Regions from separate parts of the Ovis aries genome. Here all the other regions are linked to region 2. Evidence: chromatin contacts called from public Hi-C data. All regions are on one chromosome and are shown on one strand. Each heading gives the region's core, a stretch centred on a gene start, on an enhancer-like site or on the middle of the called end of the contact. The rest is flanking DNA. Distances are from core to core; before and after follow the strand shown. Region 1 overlaps NCK1 (NCK adaptor protein 1). Region 2 holds the start of NCK1 (NCK adaptor protein 1). Region 3 overlaps NCK1 (NCK adaptor protein 1).

What was found. A called contact is a pair of places that touch in the nucleus more often than the background predicts.
Region 1: a contact with region 2 is called in a Hi-C map of blood, with 1.6 times the contacts expected there. The contact joins the enhancer-like site here to the promoter of NCK1 in region 2. A contact is called at or near these places in 2 of 16 Hi-C or Micro-C datasets (blood and skin fibroblasts).
Region 3: a Hi-C map of tail adipose tissue shows a contact between it and region 2, with 2.6 times the contacts expected there. The contact joins the enhancer-like site here to the promoter of NCK1 in region 2. A contact is called at or near these places in 2 of 16 Hi-C or Micro-C datasets (blood and tail adipose tissue).

Annotation. Positions count from the first base shown.
Region 1 is chr1:252,909,155-252,912,415 of ARS-UI_Ramb_v3.0, forward strand. The region is part of intron 1 of NCK1 (NCK adaptor protein 1); the gene reads right to left. Among named protein-coding and RNA genes, the nearest start is that of NCK1, 37 kb to the right of the region's middle. Within about 2 kb of position 1,402, at least 26 of the 54 cell types and tissues checked have an H3K27ac peak or open chromatin away from gene starts, as enhancers often do.
Region 2 is chr1:252,946,585-252,949,563 of ARS-UI_Ramb_v3.0, forward strand. NCK1 (NCK adaptor protein 1) reads right to left here and starts at 1,308. Exons shown (of 4, transcript NM_001166199.1): 1 at 1,219-1,308. It overlaps LOC121817339 (a long non-coding RNA gene), which reads left to right and starts at 1,533. Exons shown (of 3, transcript XR_006057174.2): 1 at 1,533-2,128; 2 at 2,680-2,834.
Region 3 is chr1:252,889,600-252,892,606 of ARS-UI_Ramb_v3.0, forward strand. The region is part of intron 2 of NCK1 (NCK adaptor protein 1); the gene reads right to left. Among named protein-coding and RNA genes, the nearest start is that of IL20RB, 24 kb to the left of the region's middle. Within about 2 kb of position 1,267, at least 10 of the 54 cell types and tissues checked have an H3K27ac peak or open chromatin away from gene starts, as enhancers often do. A contact at or near this core is called in tail adipose tissue, where this site is marked.

The sequences.
Region 1 (3,261 bases), core at 152-2,651, 37 kb before region 2:
AATCTCATTTATACCCCAAAGTGTGAATCCTACTGTACATAAACTAAAATAAATATACAGCAGAAAACATTCATTAGTTGGCCTTAAATGTAACTATTTTTACTCATATATGGTATTGTATCATCACTCAATATACATTCACCAAGTTTTGCAGATCTTCCAAATGCTGACATCTTTGTAACACTGCACTTCAAGCAGTCTCTAGTAATTTCAGAGTGGAAACAGAAACTGAACATCTCAGTCTAATGAAAACAGTTTGGGCCTTATGAACTCCCTAAAAGGTCCACTTTAGGAACATTGTTGTTGTTGTTACTGTTGTTCAATTGCTAAGTCATTGCGACCCCATAGACTGTAGCCCATAAGGCTCCTCTGGATTCTTCCCACTGAGCCACCAGGGAAGCCCCTTTAGAGAACTGCTTATCTAAATGTGGGAATAACATCAAGCCAAACACCTAAAAATAAGTTCTTCCCAACCTACTTTTATAAATTCATTCAGTTCAGTTCAGTCACTCATTTGTGTCCGATTCTGCAACCCCATGAATCGCAGCGCGCCAGGCCTCCCTGTCCATCACCAACTCCCGGAATTCACCCAAACTCATGTCCATCAAGTTGGTGATGCCATCCAGCCATCTCATCCTCTGTCGTCCCCTTCTCCTCCTGCCCCCAATCCCTCCCAGCATCAAAGTCTTTCCAATGACTCAACTCTTCACATGAGGTGGCCAGAGTATTGGAGTTTCAGCTTTAGCATCATTCCTTCCAAAGAAATCCCAGGGCTGATCTCCTTCAGAATGGACTGGTTGGATCTCCTTGTAGTCCAAGGGACTCTCAAGAGTCTTCTCCAACACCACAGTTCAAAAGCATCAATTCTTCGGCGCTCACCTTTCTTCACAGCAACTCTCACACCCATACATAGTGATAACATTAAGTCATGTTAACAATCATCTTCATACTGTGCAGGATAGGGACAGAATGAGAGAGGGTCATGTTTGCTACCTATGTTTGAGTGCTCAGTCACTTCAGTCACATTCAATCTTTGCAACCCCATGGACTGTGGCCCGCCAGGCTCCTCTGTCCATGAGATTCTACAGGCAAGAATACTGGAGTGGGTTGCCGGGCCCTCCTCCAGGGAGTCTTCTGGACCTAGGGACTGAACCCGTGTCTCTTTCGTCTTCAGCACAGGCAGGCAGATTCTTTACCACTAGCGCCACCTGGGAAGCTTCTTGCTATGTATATAGATCATGATAAATATGACCATTTGGGGGAAGCCAGTTATTATATTCCAAGGAAAAAGTAAAGAACCAGCTAGCGATTCAAAAGGGAAATCTCCCATGCTAATACAAATGCAATTTTAGAAATCTAGTGTACTTTAGTACATAACCTGACAACTTCCTGTTTCTGATAAAAATCAGCAGAGTGACAATACCCAAGTGACTAGCTCCGGAAGTTAGGTTGGGCTACAGATTTCTCAGTAAACAATGAAGAAGGGGAAATCCCCAAATAACTAACTTCAATGTGCTCATCCTGAAAGACTCCCAGTATGTCTAGAGGGGTTACTGGGATGATACCCTTTTCCCAACAGACTAAAACCTGAGAACATGTATATTCAGAGCAACCATCACCACGTGGAACCTGGCAATGAAGCTGAGAGGCAAAAAAAGATTATTTTTTTAGCCTCTAAACTTAATCATTCTTCTGTCTAGAATCTATCTCTGAAATTTTCAGTTCACAAGCGAAAAAGTACCTTTCTGTTAAAAACAAACTGAAAGGGTCACATACAAGAATGAAAGGCATCCGAACTGACTGGGAAAAAAAAGTATTAAATTTAAAAGAGAGAATAGTAGTATAAGAAGACTTCAGATGGAAGAAAAATGAAAAAACAAGAATACAAAAAGCTAGACAAGGATTAAGGAAACTCTAACATTAGCAAGTATAGATACTTTCAGATTTAACAATTCTGTGTGTATGTGTGCCTGTACATGTACATATAAACACTTTGCAATAGGCTAATGATAGCTAACACTGAACACTATGTGGTGCTTATAAACAACCAAATCACTGGTTTTACCAAGCTTTCACTTGTAAATATTTACCAGGTTTGTTTGTTTGTTTTCAAGGTCCTACCGTGTGTTGAGCTACAAAACTAAAGCTGTCCTGGAAGAGCTTACAGACTAGTGGGAAAAGTTTTACTTCTTGTTACTATTATTTTACCTATAATGCTGACTTATCTTAAACACATGTCACTTCCGATCAGAATCACAAACTATGCCAACTGCATGCATAAATTAGGTCCAGTGTGTTGCTACTGTTTACATATTTATTTGGGTTTCCATGGTAACTTAGCCTCTCTTTTCACTTTATAAACTCTGAGCTGCCAGAACACAGCAATTTTAAAATGTGATATAAAAACATATGGCCTGCCTTGAATTTCAAAGGCCTAAAAAACAAAAAATATAATGGTCCTAAGAAGGCAAGCTTGGTATCAGGTTAAAACAGGACAGATCCAGAAGAGCAGCGTAACAAGTTCTAAGAGAGAGGCTCTACATTCTGACTTCATTCTCCTCACACAGGGTAATGCGAAAAAGGAAACCACTAATAGTTGGAGGAGAGCTTTTCTACTCCATGAGTCATCCATCCTGGAGGTGCTGGTAAATACAAACTATCTTCCTGAGACATGGAAGGAGGCATTTTACTCAGCCTTGTCTGCCTCTAACCCCTAACTGCTGGGGGAAAGGACTCTCAAAAAGAAACATGTTCTTTTTCCAAGAAGAATGGAGCTGAACTAGGTGACTCCACCCTCAAAAAACAAAAAAGGAGTAGAAAGAGACCAGTTTTATTTGACTATGACAGCAAAACAGCTGATTTATGTCTTTTTTACAGTTATCTCTAAACTTCCTCCACATTGGTATGTGCGCTGCAATGTAGAAGAAATGAGGACTGTCTATAGATTCTCTAACTCTTCAGCCAAGCTTGAGAGAATCCCAGGTGGTTGTGTAGGTGAACATAACTTTAGAAGCACAAAGGAAAATCTGCACTCTCTGATTCAAGGGAAAAAGAATAGGAAACAGTCCAAGCCTGACAACAGTAAGCCCTACGCTGCTCTCAGAGTGAAGCAATGTTCCGAAAGTGCTCACAAACTTAGATAACTGCACACAGAGGGCTAGGTCTTAAGAGACAATTCTCTTCTACCATCACCCCACCTAGCTTCCTCAGGCTATCCCTAATGTGTTGGGCTGGGAGGTACCTCTTAGTCTTATTTGACAT
Region 2 (2,979 bases), core at 58-2,557:
GCTGAGAAATCCTGAACATTCTGCAAACTGTTCAGAATTTTCCAAAGAAGAAAATCGTAAAGTTTGCAATAAAAATGAAATAAAACTATTAATCAACCAAAGCACAGATCTCGAGTTTCTATCAAACTATGAGGGATATCTATTTAAGAACTGAATATTACTGACAATTACCAAACAGAACCTTCTTCTTGGATAATTCCCCATTTACTCTGTAAACTCCCTGAGGGTTGAGACACAGCACTTTCCATCTGCTTAATAAACTGTATGGTTGGTCTTTCTTACATCTACCAAAGTAAGATTTTTAAAAATGAATACCTCTTGCAACATTTACTTGTCCTGACTGAACAGTGAGCTTTTTTTTGCTCACCACCCAAGATGGGGATAGAAATTTCTTCAACTCATCCTTTCCTAACTCCCCTGGTTTCTTGCCAAAGTTAACGGGCAGAATTATTTTTAAGTGACTAGTTCATTAGTGTGACACTAAACTGGGCGTCTGTAAAGTAAGGGTTCTCAGTCCGGCACAAAATTCAGCTTCCCGAGCTTCTAATAGCAAACTTTTATGGACACACACAGGAAAGGTTACAAAACCAACTACCAAGATACATTTTTCCCCCCGGATATATTACAACTCAAGTCAAAAGCTTACAGCCCAAGTAACTCACGTACGAATCCATGATATTATAATAACCCAGATTTCCCAACAAGGGAAACTGCAGGGGGCTGGGTGGGGGGAGGGGCGGGAGGCGCATCCCGAGGATGTCCATCCTCCGCACCCTGAACGGCTCCCTCCCACTCCTAGAGGTAAGCGCCCCTCTCCACCACCACCGCGGCCTCGGAATGCGCCACAAAGCCGTCAGGACTTTGAGAGGTAAAGAAAAGGAGGAGGGTGCACGCCACACACTCGACCTCTCAGCCTCCAGGGACGGCCGGCCGCAGCGCTCACCCGGACCCGACGCTCCAGGGAGGGACAGGAAGGTCGTAGGGCTGCGCCTCCCAGGGCAGTGGCCGGAGGGTCGCGCGAAGCCGCGAGGCAAAAAGCCCAGGCCCGACCAAGCGGCCTCCCCGCCCCCTCCGGCTTCGCTCCGAGCCGGCAGACGGCGCCCCGGGAGCTAACTTCAGCAGGGAAGAGGAAGCTCCGCGGCAAGTAACGGGCTATGTAGATTCCCCAGACGAGAAAAAGGCTGTCTGTGCGTCTGCCTGCCGGCAGGACCGTCTCACCTCCCCTCTGCCAAGCCCGGGCGGCGCCAGCTCACTTGAGGAGGGCAGGGACGCCGCCACGGCCGCCGCGATGGCCGTTACGGCACGAGGCCTCCGCTCTGCCGCCGCGTAGCTCTGGGGAGAGAGGCGGGGCGTGCGCGGCGGGAGGGCGGGGCTGCAGCGCCGACCGGTCGCGAGGCCCTGGGCGGACCCGCGCAGACAGGAAACCCCCCCTCCCTGCCCAATCTGATAGGTTCAGTCTTCCCCTTCCCTCCTATCACTGACGCGAGGGCGGTCTTCGCCGCTCTGGGATTGGGCGAGCCCTCCTGTCAATCAATTGCTGTGCTAGGTGTGGAGCTGAGGCTGCTCGGTGGAGAGGGAGTGAGAGAGACAGAAGCGCCCTGCCAGTTTCTGGGTTTTGTTGCTTCTGTGTCTCTGGCTGATTATTCTGGGGCCTTCCTCCTCAGCGCCACAGGAGATTCCACAACAGAACTGACTGCTTTCCGAGTTAAGCCCCGACTGCTCTGGGAGCTTCCTTCTGGTTTCTGCACCTGAAGAAGGTCTTACCAGCGGAAAGTTCTTAGGGACGGGAGCGAAAATGAGAAGCAAACAAAAAGGCCTGAACGTAGAGTCCTGAGAGAAAAATGTAAGACGTGTCCTTAACTTGAACCGCAAACCAAAATAAGCTGAGTCTGAGGGCCTTCGAAGCGCCCTGGTGCGTGGATAGCTTCCATTCTTGGTTGCCGTAGCCTTGCTGTGAGGACAGTGACTTTCGGTGACAGGTCTGTTCTTTCTTAGCTGCCCAGCCCCAGACACCTGCCATCAGTAAGTTGGTTCTCCCCACGCCGGAGCCTCAGACCCCATCACCTGCCTCTTCCTCCCCAGCCATCTCTGTGGCTCTGCGTAGGCGTTTGCCGCCCAGGGAAGCCTGGTAAGTGCACAGGTGTTTTCCCCATCCAGCTGCTGAAAGAGCCAGACTTTTTGCGACTCCATGGATCTGAAGCCCACCAGGTTCCTCTCTCCATGGAATTTGCCAGGCAAGAATCCTGGAGCTTTTTGCCATTTCCTAGGGATACAACCAGCGTCTCCTGCACTGGCAAGGGGATTCTTTACCACCTGGGGAGACCTCCCTACCCCTACATGATTTCAAATCAGAAATCATGTCAGTCAGTACTGTTTTTCCCCAGTACCTAGCACATGGTAGTGTTAGGCACTTAGTCCTGTCTGACGCTTTGCGACCCCATGGACTGTAACACATGGAATTGTCCAGGCAAGAATACTGGGGTGGGTTACCATTTCCTTCTCCAGGGGATCTTGGACCCAGGGATCGAACCCAAGTCTCCCACTTTGCAGGCAGATTCTAGCACATGGTAGATCATCAGTAAGTATTGTTTAAGGCATTAGTACAGCTTCAATCCCCAATTTCATTCATTTATGCTTTTCTGTATTTAACTTCAGAATTATTCATTTGTATCCTAATAGAGGAATATGGTTCACTTGCCATATATATGATCACACGGTCAAGCATAAATCACCTGTGGCCCCTTCCTGGCCTCAAGTTGAGAGGGCAAGTGGACCAGGAAAATCTGGGCAGCAACTCCATCTGTATCCTGTAATTAGGATCTAAAGTTAATAATGTAAGTGGATTTTGGATTTATTCTAAGGATCTAAATACCTTTGTATATTTTATCATGGCTGCTATGGACTGAATTGTGTCCCCTCTCAAAATTCCTGTGTTGATGCTCTGACCCCCCAGTGTGACTGTATTTGGAGACAAGGCCT
Region 3 (3,007 bases), core at 17-2,516, 57 kb before region 2:
TAGTTCTACAACAATATCTCTGTGTTCATTTTTCTAGAATCACTGAGCAACTGTTCAAAGAGATCAAATCAAGTTCACTATCATAAGAGTAAAAAGAGGCTATCAGCAGATCTACAATTTAGGTTCTTTGTTAGTATCAGAATCATTTTAAAACCTCGACTCAAAGCAATCCAAGAGTTCACTACTTTCTATGTTTTCAAATTCTTTGTATGCAGCTGCTCTCACAATTCATTTCAAACTATCAAACCTCACATTAACCGAAACAGCAATTTCTAGCACTCTGACAGTGATTTAATTAAAATACCCTCTATACTGGTGCCTTCATTAAGCATTATCTTCTACATCAGTCCTCTAAAGTCTAAGTAAAAAGCAGTAACAGTATCATGTTACTTCAAATGCTGAGGATGAAGGAATTTGCTCACTTAAATCCTTTTTCTCCTCCTAATATGTTTACAATTTATTTAGTTCATTTCAAATGTCTATGCTAAGTTCAGAGAACTAACTACATCAAAGTCAAATCATTTATACTTTTTCTATTTATTTAAATATTGATATTAAAAAATTTGAAATTATTTTACCTATCAAGTCAAAGCTATTAATATCTGATGTACTGCCAATCACTTAGCTTATGCTGCACAAACATAAAGCACCAGCCTATATAAACCCACCCCGTTCTCTCCTTACAGTTTTCCTTTAAATTCACAAACTGAAAATTCTAATTTAAAAACAAGAAAGCCATAGATATAATAAACAGATTAACTTACTGAAAAAATCTTTAAGCACCTTTAGCCAATTCATTTTGAAAAAAAAAATCCCGTGTTCTCTTTCGTTAGTTTGTTAACACAGCAGGATAATTTTCAGTGAACTTCCTGGTTCTGCAACACTGAAACTCCCCACACCCCATCCACGTGACTTGGCCCACACCCAGGCAATAGAAAGTTTTCCTAAGGCTTTTCTCTTGCCAAAACATTTTTTCCCTGAACGCTAACTGAACTATAAAACAAGGATATTGTGATGGCCACAAATAGGACCTTACTATTCAGATTTATTTTGGAAGAAGTTTTAAAGCACATATTTAAAGCATATTTTTTTCAGTAGTTGAAAATATATTCATGTATTCATTCTTTTTTAATTGGAGTAGAATTACTTTACAATGTTGCGTTAGTTTCTGCTGTACAACAAAGTGAATCAGCAGTATGTATATCTATATCCCCTCCCTCTTGGGGCTCCCTTGGATCCTCCACCCCCAACCCACCCATCGAGGTCATCCTAGAGCACTAGGCTGAGCTCCCTGTGCTGCCCTGCAGGTTCCCACTAGCCATCTGTTTCACACGTGTTAGTGTATTTCTGTCAAACCTAATCTCCCAGTTCATCCCACCCTCCCCTTTCCTAACTCTTCTCTGAAGAGGTTCTGTTTGTCTGTTTGTTCTGTTTGTCTGAATCTCTATTTCCACCCTGGAACTATGTTCATCTGTACTCTTTTTCTATTTTTCATCATGTATTCATTCTTTCCTTTGTTTTATCCTTTTCTTTCTTAACCTTCAAACAATATCTCCATCAGCACAATCACTGTGAAACAAACTCATTAGTTATATGGAACATTTAAGTTACCAAAACAGGATTCAGAAGGCTGTCCACCCAAGGCAAAAGCAGGATTTACATCATTATACAGGCTAACTATAGGTCACTACCTTAAAACAGAATGTTTCCAAGTACTTTGGAATAGACAGCAATAATTGTAATATAATACAATGATAGCCTAGAACTTAAATAGATAACAGTCTCAATAATACAGTCTCGAGACAGTTAAAAAGATACAATCTTGAGACAGCTAAAACTGTCTCAATAATATCAGAAAATAGTATGGAAGGTTTCCCAGGAGTATTAATAACAAAAAACTGTACCTAATAAAGCCTTTGAAATTTATGTGAAGTTGTATGTAAAAGTGGGATTTTTTCTCCTTGCTCTATATTAGTTTTTTCACTGTCTTTTGTTAATTACTATCACATCTGCTATAGTCTCAGGATACCACTACCCTTTTTTTAAAGGACATAAAAGTTTCTCTAGGTGTGTCCTTAGTCCTTTCTGTGCCTTCATCACTATAAAGGCATATTTTGACATAAGTCACCTTAATTTTCTTGAACACCTTTAATCAATATACTTTAAATATCTAATTATTTACAAAATCTTAAGTATTTCTGGTTCTAACTTTGTTCTCTTCAACCATTCAAGGACAATCTCTTTCCAACTGTCTTCCACTTAAAAACTAATATTAAATAATTAAATAATATTAACTAATAACAATACCTCAAAAATCTCAAAAAAAAAAAAGGTAAGCCTAGTTAAAGCATTTAAATGTATGGTTAATAACTTCATTTGTTAAATTACCTTTAGAGTAGAATAACAATAATGCTGAGTAAGAAATAAAAATTAATATAAAGCAGTCAATAATACTCCATGTTCAATCATGTCACATTCTCAAAAGTCACTTTATTCTCATACTATCTTGTTCAAGGAGAAATTACACTTCTTCTACATATACACCAAGAACTATTAAGTAACAGCATGCTTGCCTAAATACCTGAGGGAAACTATGTCCCTCCCAATTCCTTCCTGTCAGCGAAGGAGAATTTTTTAAAGAGAGAGAGAGACAGACTGGTTCTCATCAGAGCACATTTCCTTCCTATCACAGCTTGGCCAAGCCCAACATGAAGTAGATTCTCCTCTTTATGGCCCTAAGGGAAGGTCAGTAGAAACAAAATTTACAGTTACAGGAAGAAAGAAGAGAAACAAAATAAGAAAGATAAGCTTTGTAGATGCTAATATATGGTAACGATCCACAACTTAAAACTCTTTTATCAAATATAAGAACAAAAAGAGTTTGTTTTTAAAAGCAAATATCAAAATGCAAGCCATTATCAGCTTCCTTATTTAACTTATATGCAGAGTACATCAGAGAAACACTGGGCTGGGAGAAGCACAAGCTGGAATCAAGATTGCCAGGAGA